Linked DNA regions of Rattus norvegicus: region 2 is linked to region 1. A link is a contact called in public Hi-C data. All regions are on one chromosome and are shown on one strand. Each heading gives the region's core, a stretch centred on a gene start, on an enhancer-like site or on the middle of the called end of the contact. The rest is flanking DNA. Distances are from core to core; before and after follow the strand shown. Region 1 overlaps Cobl (cordon-bleu WH2 repeat protein). Region 2 holds the start of Cobl (cordon-bleu WH2 repeat protein).

Evidence for each region. A called contact is a pair of places that touch in the nucleus more often than the background predicts.
Region 2: a contact with region 1 is called in a Hi-C map of the A7r5 cell line, with 1.4 times the contacts expected there. The contact joins the promoter of Cobl here to the enhancer-like site in region 1. A contact is called at or near these places in 3 of 12 Hi-C or Micro-C datasets (the A7r5 cell line, kidney and liver).

What each region holds. Positions count from the first base shown.
Region 1 is chr14:91,227,406-91,232,799 of GRCr8, reverse strand. All of the region lies in intron 1 of Cobl (cordon-bleu WH2 repeat protein), which reads left to right. Among named protein-coding and RNA genes, the nearest start is that of Cobl, 44 kb to the left of the region's middle. Within about 2 kb of position 2,384, at least 8 of the 93 cell types and tissues checked have an H3K27ac peak or open chromatin away from gene starts, as enhancers often do. A contact at or near this core is called in the A7r5 cell line, where this site is marked.
Region 2 is chr14:91,271,279-91,276,883 of GRCr8, reverse strand. Cobl (cordon-bleu WH2 repeat protein) reads left to right here and starts at 2,683. Exons shown (of 15, transcript NM_001401101.1): 1 at 2,683-2,950. The coding sequence starts at 2,910.

The DNA of each region.
Region 1 (5,394 bases), core at 1,135-3,634:
GTCCTTGGATTGGACCCCTGGGGTTGTTATGGAAACAGCCCTTCAGTTTGAAAGGCTTACCTAAGTAGACAGAGTTTTCTGACTTTCCAGTCTTGTCCTGGAAAGTCAAATCTAAGGAAATGAAAGACAGTGATGGAGATTGTTTTAATGATGATTGTTTTGTGGCAGAATCTCACTCCATAGTCCCAGCTGGCTTGGAACTCATTATATAGATTAGTTTGGCCTTGAATTCATGGAGATCCTCCTGCTTCTGCTTCTTAATCCTGGCATCAAAGGTGTGCCCTTTCCTGTTACTTATGGGATTATCTACTGACACACTCTTGCTTATGTGAAGCATTAGAGTGGCGGAAGGTAGATTGACCAATTGAGATGACCTTTGACTCCTTTGAGGGTTAACCCAAACCCATTTGGAAATTTGACCAAGACACAAGATGAAATGGCTCTGCTTTTGTAATTATGTAACTTAGCCGTGTAATAAATCACTGGTTGAAACTAAGAGACATGAAATTAGGCCGCTATAGTATTAATAGGGTATATAAAAGTGGGACTCACTTTTTGTCCCTCGTTTCTGTCAATTTTACAAATTTGCTTTCCCATATTCCTCCTAAGGCAACTAAGTTTCGTTATCTCAATAAAAACGTAATTCTCCACAGTCTATACTCCACAGCACTCAGAGGCAAGTTAGAGAATGGGTACAAGTTGGTGCTTTGGCCAGCTCTCTCTCCATTTGCGCTTGGGAGGATAGGTGTCTTTGCACTAGATCCCTGTGTGCAAAAGGGCACACAGCAGCCAGCAGAAAGCTCTCTTCTCACCTTGTTCTTTAAAGTAACTGCTGGTTGACCTTTAAAGCAAGCAAGTCACCAAACAAAACCCAATAATAACAATAACAATAATAATACATGTTCTGAATAAGTCTTTTGCCTATAAAAGAATTAAATTTCAATCTGTTTCTGTTACAGAAAATAATGATGTTTTGTGATTAATTTGCTCCTATACAGGTTGTTAATTACCAAATTGAAATATTTCCACAAGTGTCATTAGGTAATTGAAATGCTACAGTTTGTCCTGGTGTTCTAGTGAATACTAAATACTGTATTAGCTCAAGAAGGGTTGCAGGGTTGTAAATTACTGTGAAAGACATTGTAAGTCAAAATATAGAAGAAATCATGGGGTACCTGGTTTATTATAGGTGTAGAGATACTGTTTCCTTAGGTTGCATTAGTAGATGTACATTTTATCATAAAGTTACAATGTATCCACATAGACTATATCAATCTGTGGAAATTTTGAGCTCCTTGTTGAAGCTTGAGAGCCATAGTAGGGAGGGAAATTACAGGAAAAAAATATTGCCCATACAACTTCAACTGGGAGTACCTGCCTTCACTCCCCATCCTTTTGCACTGAGCAGCAAGAGCCTAGATTTCTAAAAGAACAGAATTTCACACAGTTTCCCCTTGCTCTCCTCCTCAGACTGAGATGAGCTCTGTTCCCAGGACTGGGGACACTGTCTCATCTAGAGCAACATTTGTGTTCTCCAGCCACTAGCTGATGAGCATTCTGTTCTAATCCTGGTGGTGGTCTCTCTGCTGAGCAGAAACAGGGGTAGGAGCCAGTGGTTGGGGACCATCTCCTCGAGTTTTGTACCAACTCTGTACTCTGAAGTCCTTGGGGGTGGGGGTGGGGGTGGGGGTGGGGGCAGTGACACAGGTGCCACCAGCCTTGAGCACCAAGGGATGAACCAGGTGAGAACATGACCAAGGGTAATATGGCCCTGTCCCTGAGGTTCTGCCTTGTGGATTTTCTTGAGTAAATTGTCAGAAGTGGCCTTGAGGAGGGCCACATGTGACTGATCTATGCAAGGAGGGTACCTGGAGTCTCTGGGTTTAAGAGAAGGCCTCTAAGGCACTTTGATTTCTACAAATAATTTATGACATGTTTGCTATGTGATTTAGGAGTGTGTGTGTGTGTGTGTGTGTGTGTGTGTGTGTGTGTGTCTGTCTGTCTGCGAGTGATGAGCCTGCTGTGCATCTTTCAACACAGTGTGTTTGTTTCATCCACATTGATTGCAGCCCAGCTAGTGTCTGGATGCCATCAGCTTTAAAGAGAGTGAAGGCATCACTTTCACTTAGCTTCAGGTGTTAGGGACTATCTTTATAGTTAGCATTTTATTTGGCAGTGAGCATCTGCTGGTGACGGGGCCGGGACAGACCTGAGTTGGAGTGATGGCTCCATCCCTTGCTAGCTATCTTGTGTTTTGACAGTTGCTTAACTCGTCTCAGTTTCATCTGTAAAAAATGAAAAAGAACCCCTCCCTTATGGGTTGCCCTGAAAAAGCCAAGGAGACTGTGTGTCTGGGTGCCTGCCTATCTCTTCCCCGAGCTTAGAGTACGAATTCCATTCGTATTAGTTATCTCCTCTCCCTCCTTTGAAATGGGGGATAACTAATGCCAGCTACTTTTGCATGGATATGATTATGAAATGTTTGAAAGTTGCCAAAATGGTGTTTGGTGACACTAGACTTGTGGGACCATCAGTGGGACAATCTAACAAGACTAGTCTGGCCGGTTCTTTCTACCAGCCTTTAAGTCCTTGAACGTGAGCAAGGCTGACAGGGCTGAAACTCAGAACCTCACAGCACAGCTGGAGTTCATATTCTCATAGCTTTTGAAATCCCCAGTAAAAACAGTTGAGATTCGTCTAAAAGTCTTTTTTGCAATTTACCCTGAAGCAGAGCCCTCTACCTGCTCCATGAGCAGGTGACTTGCTACCCCCTCCCCCTTTCGTCTAGGAAGAAGTTATGAATAGTTCCCTTTGACAGAATTTGTCTCTGAGTAGTCTCTAAAGTCGTCACTAATTTGAGACCGTAGTTGAGGTAGCTGACCTTGGTCTGTCTCCTGGAAAGCCCTGGCTCTCCACAGGGTATGGATCCTAAGGCCCATGCTGTATCTGCAGCACGTGAGGATCCAAGCCTGGATTTGGAGGGACCTTGGAAATCTACTTGTCCAGGTAGTGAAGTGACGTAGTGAATTTAGCATAGCTGTATCAGTTGTGCATGGTTATCATGAACCAGACAGCATGGGGATCATAAGACACCTTGATCATAAGACACCTCGAGATAAAACACAGCAGTACACTCTGGTCTATAAGCATGCCACTTGGTTTCCCCAGCTCCTCCCTCTCATCTCTGGTTCCTATTTTCACATGTTCTCTAAACAAACTTGCTGTCTACACATCCCCAGATGGGGCCACACAGGAGCCAAAACTGCTAAATGGAATCTGGACTTCTTATTTATTCCATCTCTATCCCTGGCATGATGAGGGGCCCTGCCTTTTCTCTGCCAGGCAAAGAGAGCTGTTAGAGTCATCTTGCGTTTACTCATTGACTTGGGCTTCACTCTCTCACTGAACATTCAGCCAGCACACTTCCGTATGCTCAAAGTCACCCTTTCTGCCTTGGCCTCTTCGACTTGTGTGTCACTATGCTTTCACTATTGTTCAATCATCTAATAGATAGTGACTGTAGACCCACTACCCAGTAATACATAACACGTGGAAATACAGCCATAGATAGTACATCAAAGTCTCATCAAACCCTATATGTTCTCCATATATTCTAGTCGGGGAAACAGATGTTAAATATACTGATGTAAAATATGAAAGCAGATGGAAAAGAATGTAACACGGCTGTTTGGGTAGATGGTCTGCAGAGCTTTTCTGAGAGGCATTGCTATGTACAGAACTCAGTGGAGATAGCAGTGAACCATCTGGGGGTGGAGCATGTCTAGTGACCTGGGATTTAGTTTAGTTTGGCAGGTCTAACTAAGACTAGGAAGGCCAGCAGCATCACTGCAGTGATTGGGCCTTAGGAGAAATACCAGTTGAGGTAGGAAATCTGGGCAATGGTGGAGAAGTAGGTGTGGATAGATTCTAAAGCTCAGAAGATATCTCTGGGAGAGTCTGAGGAGAAGCATAGGGTGTGATCTGATCCCACCAGAGAAGCATTCCAGGGAGGTCACAGCCAAAGGTGTTTGCTGTCTCTTTACTGGCCTGTCTGTTGTCTTCTGAGTGTTTTCTACAACCGCTTGGTTAAGCTCCTAGCCACCCCTCTGTTTCTAGTTTCCCGTCCGTAGTGACCAGGATGCTCACTAAGGTGAAGCCACGCCTGCAAGCTCAGTTGTTGAAATGGCCAGAGATGTTTCCTCTTGGTTCATACCCTTCATCCCATGCTGTTCTTTAAAACACAGCTCAACGAGCACCTTCAGATCTTAGCCAGGAGCCACCATTCTCTTCCTTAGGCAGACAGTGTTCCTACTCTTAACTTGAGCTCCTGGAGTCTACTTAGGTATTTTCTGTGTTTAGCACGCTGTTGGGGTTGGAACTCACTCTGTCTCACTGTACCTCTACAAGGGCCTTTGACTGTGTGCTTCCTCAGGGCGCTTGCTTTTCCTTCTTTGACTCTATGATATTCATCTTTATTGTGACTGCTTAGGAATCTCAGTATCCCATCTGCTACTGTAGGGACTGGCATTGTGCACTTTGGTTTCTGCTCTTGTGAGCAGTTGTGGGGCCTTTTAACCCCTCATCTGTTTCAGATGCAACTAAAAGGATACAGGAAACTCGTGACTGACCCGCTGCCTTTGTTGTAATGTATTGGTAAGGTCCCAATCCAGGAAACACAGGGATTCCTTACCTGCAGCAGGAACTGTCAGATGGGAAGGGGTTTTAAGCTGAACAATTACAAGGTAACTGAACTTCTCCCTAGAGTACCTGCCGTCAGTGAACCAGTCTGTCACCTTCATTAAGCCGCAAAGATTCTTCATCTAGGCTTATGGTTCCTGTTAGTGGTGGTGTCAAAACTAGCTCTGCCTCCTGGTGGACTCCTTCTGAGCAAAGACTACATCTAGATCTGCTTTTGTACGAGACAGGATAAGTAACGCATGGTAGCCAGAAGGGAGCTATGGTCTCCAGTAATAGCACCACAAGCACACAGCTCTCCCATGTTAGTTCTTCTCCGCGATTTTGGCTTCTAAATCCTAACTCAAAACAGTGTTGGTGCAGTTGTTGCCTCTCCATCAAGTTGTAAGATTGGGTTCTGCCTCCCAGGGACTATGTGTACCAACAGGGGACTTCTCTGATGCACAAAGGCTCGCTCGTGACACTGCAAGCCTGATTTCAAAGGATCCCGGTGAAGAGCAGTTGGAGCAGCTCCTATTGAAGTGGCATGACTGGATGGATCTTTGTGCCTTTGGCTTCAGCCTGTTATTTAGCTCACTTCACATAGAGTTGAGGATGCTAATATTTTTTTCTTGTCAGATGAAGTACCCAAGGCAGGATGACACAGGGCCAGCTTAAAGAATGGGTAGCTTTGTTGCATTCTGGGAACAGTGCCTTTGT
Region 2 (5,605 bases), core at 1,434-3,933, 44 kb before region 1:
TATACTAGTGGACTCTCTGAAGTCCCATATGTTCCTATCAGAGAATAGGAGAGGTAAAAGGGAAAGAGAAGGATTGGGACAGAATAAGACAAGAAAGTTTCTCAAGTGACTGGCACTGTGGTACTAACTCTTTCCTCTGAGTCAAGAGCTCAGTGATGTAGCCTGGGTCATCCTTACAGCCCTTACATGCACAGCCCGGGCTTAGCTGTGCTATAGCCTTCCTGTAGCCTATAGGAAGTTGAGATCTGGAGCGGTACAACCAGGTTACCTCTCTCTTCATCCAGTTATAGCTTGTCATTAAGCTCTCTCAGAGACTCGACTAGTATATACCTAGACCAGATACAGGGTGCCCTGGAAGGTCCAGGGGCATATCAAGGGCACATAGTGATGGGTAGAAGCGGCTTGACGAACATCAGTCTTCGAGGACTAGTCAAATCATGCAAATGGACAAATATGTTACCCTCACTCCCTCTGCACTTAAAAATATTTTAATATTTAGTAATGGGTCTAGTTCTAACCATTATTGGCCTCACATATATCTGAGGAATACATGCTTTTGGAAACAACTGTGCATAGATGGATCTGTTGGCACCCTTTCTACTAGGATAGCTGGGTTGGTATTGCCAGGGCTGGCCCATTTACACAGCAAGCAGAAGCCTTAGGAGCTTAGACCCTCCTGCTGGTATGAAGCCTGATCTTGCCTTCGGTTTCACTGTGATAACTCTTCCCAGTTTGTGCCACCCACTCCATTTCCCTTTTGGGTTTCTCAGACTGTGGTGTTTAGTGGCTTCTGTAGACTTGGAGGCTGTCCAGGCCCAGCACTGCCAGGGTCTTTTTCCTGGGACAGAAATCAGAAGCTCAGCCTGGAGGCGGACAGTGACTTCCTCTCATGATTTTTCTGTGGTATTCTCTCTCTGACAACCGACTATCTGCCATGTCCATGACTTCTAGCTTCTCTCTGAACTACTGTGACTTCTTGGGATATCCCTTGGGGTCCAGTCCCTAGTTCCTGGCCGACTGTTCTCTCCCAGGTTAGTTACCCTTTCTGACAGTGGTGTCCAAAGCACGGAGAGACTTTAGAGATTCCAGGAAAGATCTTCTGATAGCCGCACCCAGAGCTGGAGAAGGGCCTAGAAACTCACGTCACTTGATGTTCTTTTTATGCAGTGAATCCTAATCCACTCTCATGCACTGTCCTAAATGCTAAGAATAATGAAAAACATCAGACAAGGCTCACTCTACACTGAGTCACCTTCTCAGGGAAGAAAGCCATGCCAAACACGTATAGATAAACACATTCAGTGTGATATGTGTGTATACATCTATATCACATGGATATGTAATTCATACACTCAAGTTTATATAAATATAAAATGTAAATACATGTAAGCATTTTGATCATAAACAGCATATAAAGCGCGCGCACGCGCGCGCACACACACACACACACACACACACACACACACACAAACACACACACAGAAGATAATGTGCTAAGCACCCACGAGAACATTAAGACGTTTGGCAAGAATTTCAAACCAAACTCAAGACATTGCACAAGAAGCAGATGGGAGTTGAGAGCCTGGTGTCGTTTGCTACAAAGAGGTCAAAAAATAGCTCCTTGAGGAGCAGATATCCCAGCAGAGCCTGCAGGACACATAGTATAGATGCCAGAGGCCCAAAAATGCCTCTGTGTTCAAAAGGAAGCCAGGCTCTGCTGCGGGTATGAAGTGGTTCACTGTTCTGAGTGGGCACTGGAGCAAAGAAGGCCTTGCAGCCACCACAGGACTTATATTTTGTACAGTCTGGTCTCCCCTCTCCTTAAACAGAAAGTTGGGGTTCAGGGGAAGAAAAACTTAGGCAAACTTCTGGGTCCCGACTTCAATCACAGAATCTTGCATCTTACCGGCGTTTTATTTCAATACTAAGAACCTAGTACAATTGCTGTATTTATAGCAGAACTTCATAGCAATCGAGTTCTTTTCCTGTTCCCCCGTGGTGGTCAAGTAGCAGACTGGAGAAGGGAAGCATGGTGGTTCTGGGTCCTCAGGTTGACTTGCTCTGAGGCCTCAGCACCCGCTGCCCCTACTGGTATTTTTGCCCACCAGTCAACTAGGAATCACAGGACTGGGGCCACAGTAGTGTTCATTACTATCCAGCCGACTAGGCTGGCAAACAGAAGCATGCATCCGAACAGGTGCAGTTCCACACTCCAAGTCCAGGTCCACACCCCAGACTCACTGCTTTCTGATTGCTCAGAAAGGTGTGCCCCTTACCCCAAGCAGCATCCCCTTCTAGTTCCCCATGCTGGACATCAAGAACCTCATTTTGGACCACTCTCCCCTCTCCTTACAGTAGATCTCTGGTACTGACAAAGATTCTTTGAGGTTCTGGGGCAGAAACTGAGGCGCCAGACCTATTTTTCTCTCTTCCTTCAACTCGGTTCTCGCCGGCTAGTCCGCCCGCCTCGCCCAGCACAGTCACAGGTGGCCAGGTATTTGCCCGCCTAGTTCCTCCAGCCCGCAGGGAAGGCGACGCGGTGCCCACCCCGGGGCGCGCGCCCCGCCCAGGTGCGCTCCGGCGGGCGGCGGGGGCGCGCGGGAAGGCGGGCGCTGGGGGAGCGGCGCGCGGGCGCGGGGCGGCGCCGCGGTGGGCGCGGCTGAACCAGCTTGGCGGGGGCGCGGCGCACCTTGCTCCCGCGCCCGGGCTAGCCGCGTCGGTCCCTCCCCGCGCGCCCCCGCCCGCCCGGACGCCTCCGGTCGCTTCTGTCCTTTTCGGCACGGCTGCTGTCCTCGCTAGCCCCGCGTGGGAGGAGGATGGGTCAGCGCGGAAAAAGTGAATGAGGACGGCGGCGCCGCAGCCAGCGCCCCAGTCGGCCGGCAGAGCCTGGTGCGCAGCCCGCCGGCTCCATGGACGCACCGCGCGCACTGGCGGCCAAGCCCCCCACAGGGTAAGTGGGCCCAGGAGGGCGGGCATGGTTCTTCCCGAGGTGTCGAGGACTTGGGGTGCCTGGGTCGTTGCTCCGGTAACCGTGGCAGGCCTTGCTAGGGAACACTTTCCGCGAGAGGTCCTGCTGTGAAAGCCCTTGTGTGTGTTTGTGTGTGTGTGTGTGTGTGTGTGTGTGTGTGTGTTCGGGGGGGTGGGTGCTATCCCTCCGTGCAGAGCACCAGCTCGGAGCTGCCTCCTCCCCTCTTAATAGTGGCGATCACGGGCCGAGGGCGGAGAAAGAAAACTCCGGGCCTGAAACTCCAGCGGAGTCCTTCTGGTCCCATGCACAGGTTCCTCCAGCCACTCGTCGCAGGCCCTGTGGCCCGCTGCTTTCTGCCTCAATGACAAGAGGGTACTTGATCTGTTGGGATCCATGTAGCCAGGCGATCTTGGGAGGTGTGTGGGGAAGGGACTCCATGAACACTCTTCTCCTGCCTAGCTTTCTTGCTGGGGCCTCGCTTGTGTCTGAAGAGGTGAAGACACCCCTCATCAGACCTGGAAAGCAAGAGCTGTCATTCCTGTCTTCAGGATCCTCTAATGCCTCAACCCTTTTAGTTTCTTTTTGCTGTCTCCACAGCTTGTAGACAGAGATTCCCTGTCTCACTGAGGATTTTACTTGCCCAAGAGAAACTTGCCTAACACGGGTCAAACGGTCTTGCCCTTTAACCCCTACTCTCCGAATTGTGTGCCCTTCTGTGCCCATCCCTGTCAGGACGGTTGGCAACCCTTGCAGACTAGGTAGATTTCAGAGTGGGGCTGGCCTTTGACCTCTTCTCTCTGGAGCAAATGTGTTGTGAGTGTTGCGAATGGAATGAGTTGGGGTGGGCCTGCACCTGCTCCGGGAATGGCCCACTTTCCACTTGAGCAACTGGATTTTCTAAGGCAGCATTGGGGACAACAAATCTCTTTTCTTCAGCAGCTATGTCCCACTGACTCACCCGGTCTCCTGCCCACTGACTTTGTTGCCCGAGTGTTTATAAAAGCCGTCTAAACCAGCTCTGTATTATTTCTTAAAACCTTCCCTGGAGGCTTCCAAAAAAGTAACTCCTAACCTCGAAGCTAAGGAATGTTTAAAAAAAAAAAAAGACGTTACTTCGCTAAGGTGTGGTTTTATATTTTCTTTGAATAAACAAATTCCCCTTAAAGAAAACAAATATGGGAATACTTTTTCATGGTAACGGGGAACCCCCAAAATGACGTCGGGAGATGTGAGCAGAATTGCTTTTAAAATTGTGGCTTTTCGAGATTGTTGCATAACTCCATTTAAGGGAACTAAATTATTTCACCACAAGTTTCTTATAAATAAATAGAAAGAGAATATTTAGGGGACGTGCAAATTTCCATAGAGTATCTGCAGAAATCAATGACGGTGTCTGGTAATAGTGAAGCTACCCTCTCTCCTCCAGCCTGCTCCCTAGGCAGCCATGCTCCCTAGGCAGCCAAGAGGGCAACCCAGGTCTGTCTTCCTCACTGGGTGTCACAAAGGCCCTGTGCTATGGATGATGGTGGAGCTTACAAGGCCAAATGTCCCTGCACCTCCAGCGAATAATTTGCTTGCTTCGAACTCGTTGCCCAAGAAATGTAGATCTATTTTTGTAACTTCTGTTATTGCCGTTTCTCATTTGTTTATACCTTGAATAAAGAAACACTCCCCAAATATAAATATAATGTGTGTGTGTCTGTGTGTATAATATTTTAACAAAGAGTACCAGTTCAGTATGGAGTATTTTTGTGTTTGAATGAGAAGAAAGAAATGGCACTATATCTTATTGGATTTTTTTATTGTTTGGTTGAATTGCTTGCCTATCATAAAGGATTGTGACATTTGGGGCTTCAGAATGTTATCGAGAGGCAACTAGAATTTGTTGGCTTGTATCTGAAATTACTATTTTCTTTATCTCTTGAGACTAGGCAGTGTTTGCCTTGTGCTTGAGGGAAGTTTGTTTTTTAATCTGATACTAAAGAGGTTAGTTATACAATTACTTTGTGCAAACTCTCGTTTTTCCCCATGTGACAGCTGACAACTGATGGGTTGAATTTGTGGTTATTGAGGAGAACGCCTCAGCCATCCTCGTGCTGTGTTGACTGTTGGAATCCAAAAGAGATAGATTAGGGAAGGGACAGATGGGCTGGTGGATGTAAATTCATCTCCTTTGAGTATCATCTTTGTTAAGAACACAAATGCAAATTTTACTTGGATTGACATTATATCTTTCTTGTAATTCCATTAAAGCAGCAACTGTGGCGAGCATATGCCTGGGGAAGGAGGTTGAATGAAGACATGATGTGTGGCTTAGGGAATTGTAGAGCTCATTTTTAAAGTAAGTGTGTGTGCGTGTGTGTGTGTGTGTGTGTGTGTGTGTGAATCAAGCTGTACACATGGTGTGATCCATTAGTGGAGATTAGGGGGAGCCTAGGAGTCAGTTCTCTCCTCCCACAGGTTGGCAGGCTAATGTAGGAAGTGATTTTACCTGTTCACTAGTCTTATCTGTCACTAGTCAGTTTCACCAAGTCAGAAGTGGTAGCTAGAGAAATATTTCAGAACACAAGTTCAGGTAGAGGGCCTATCTCTTTTGATGTTAATATGACCAGCCATACACTCCTGTTTTGTATCAAA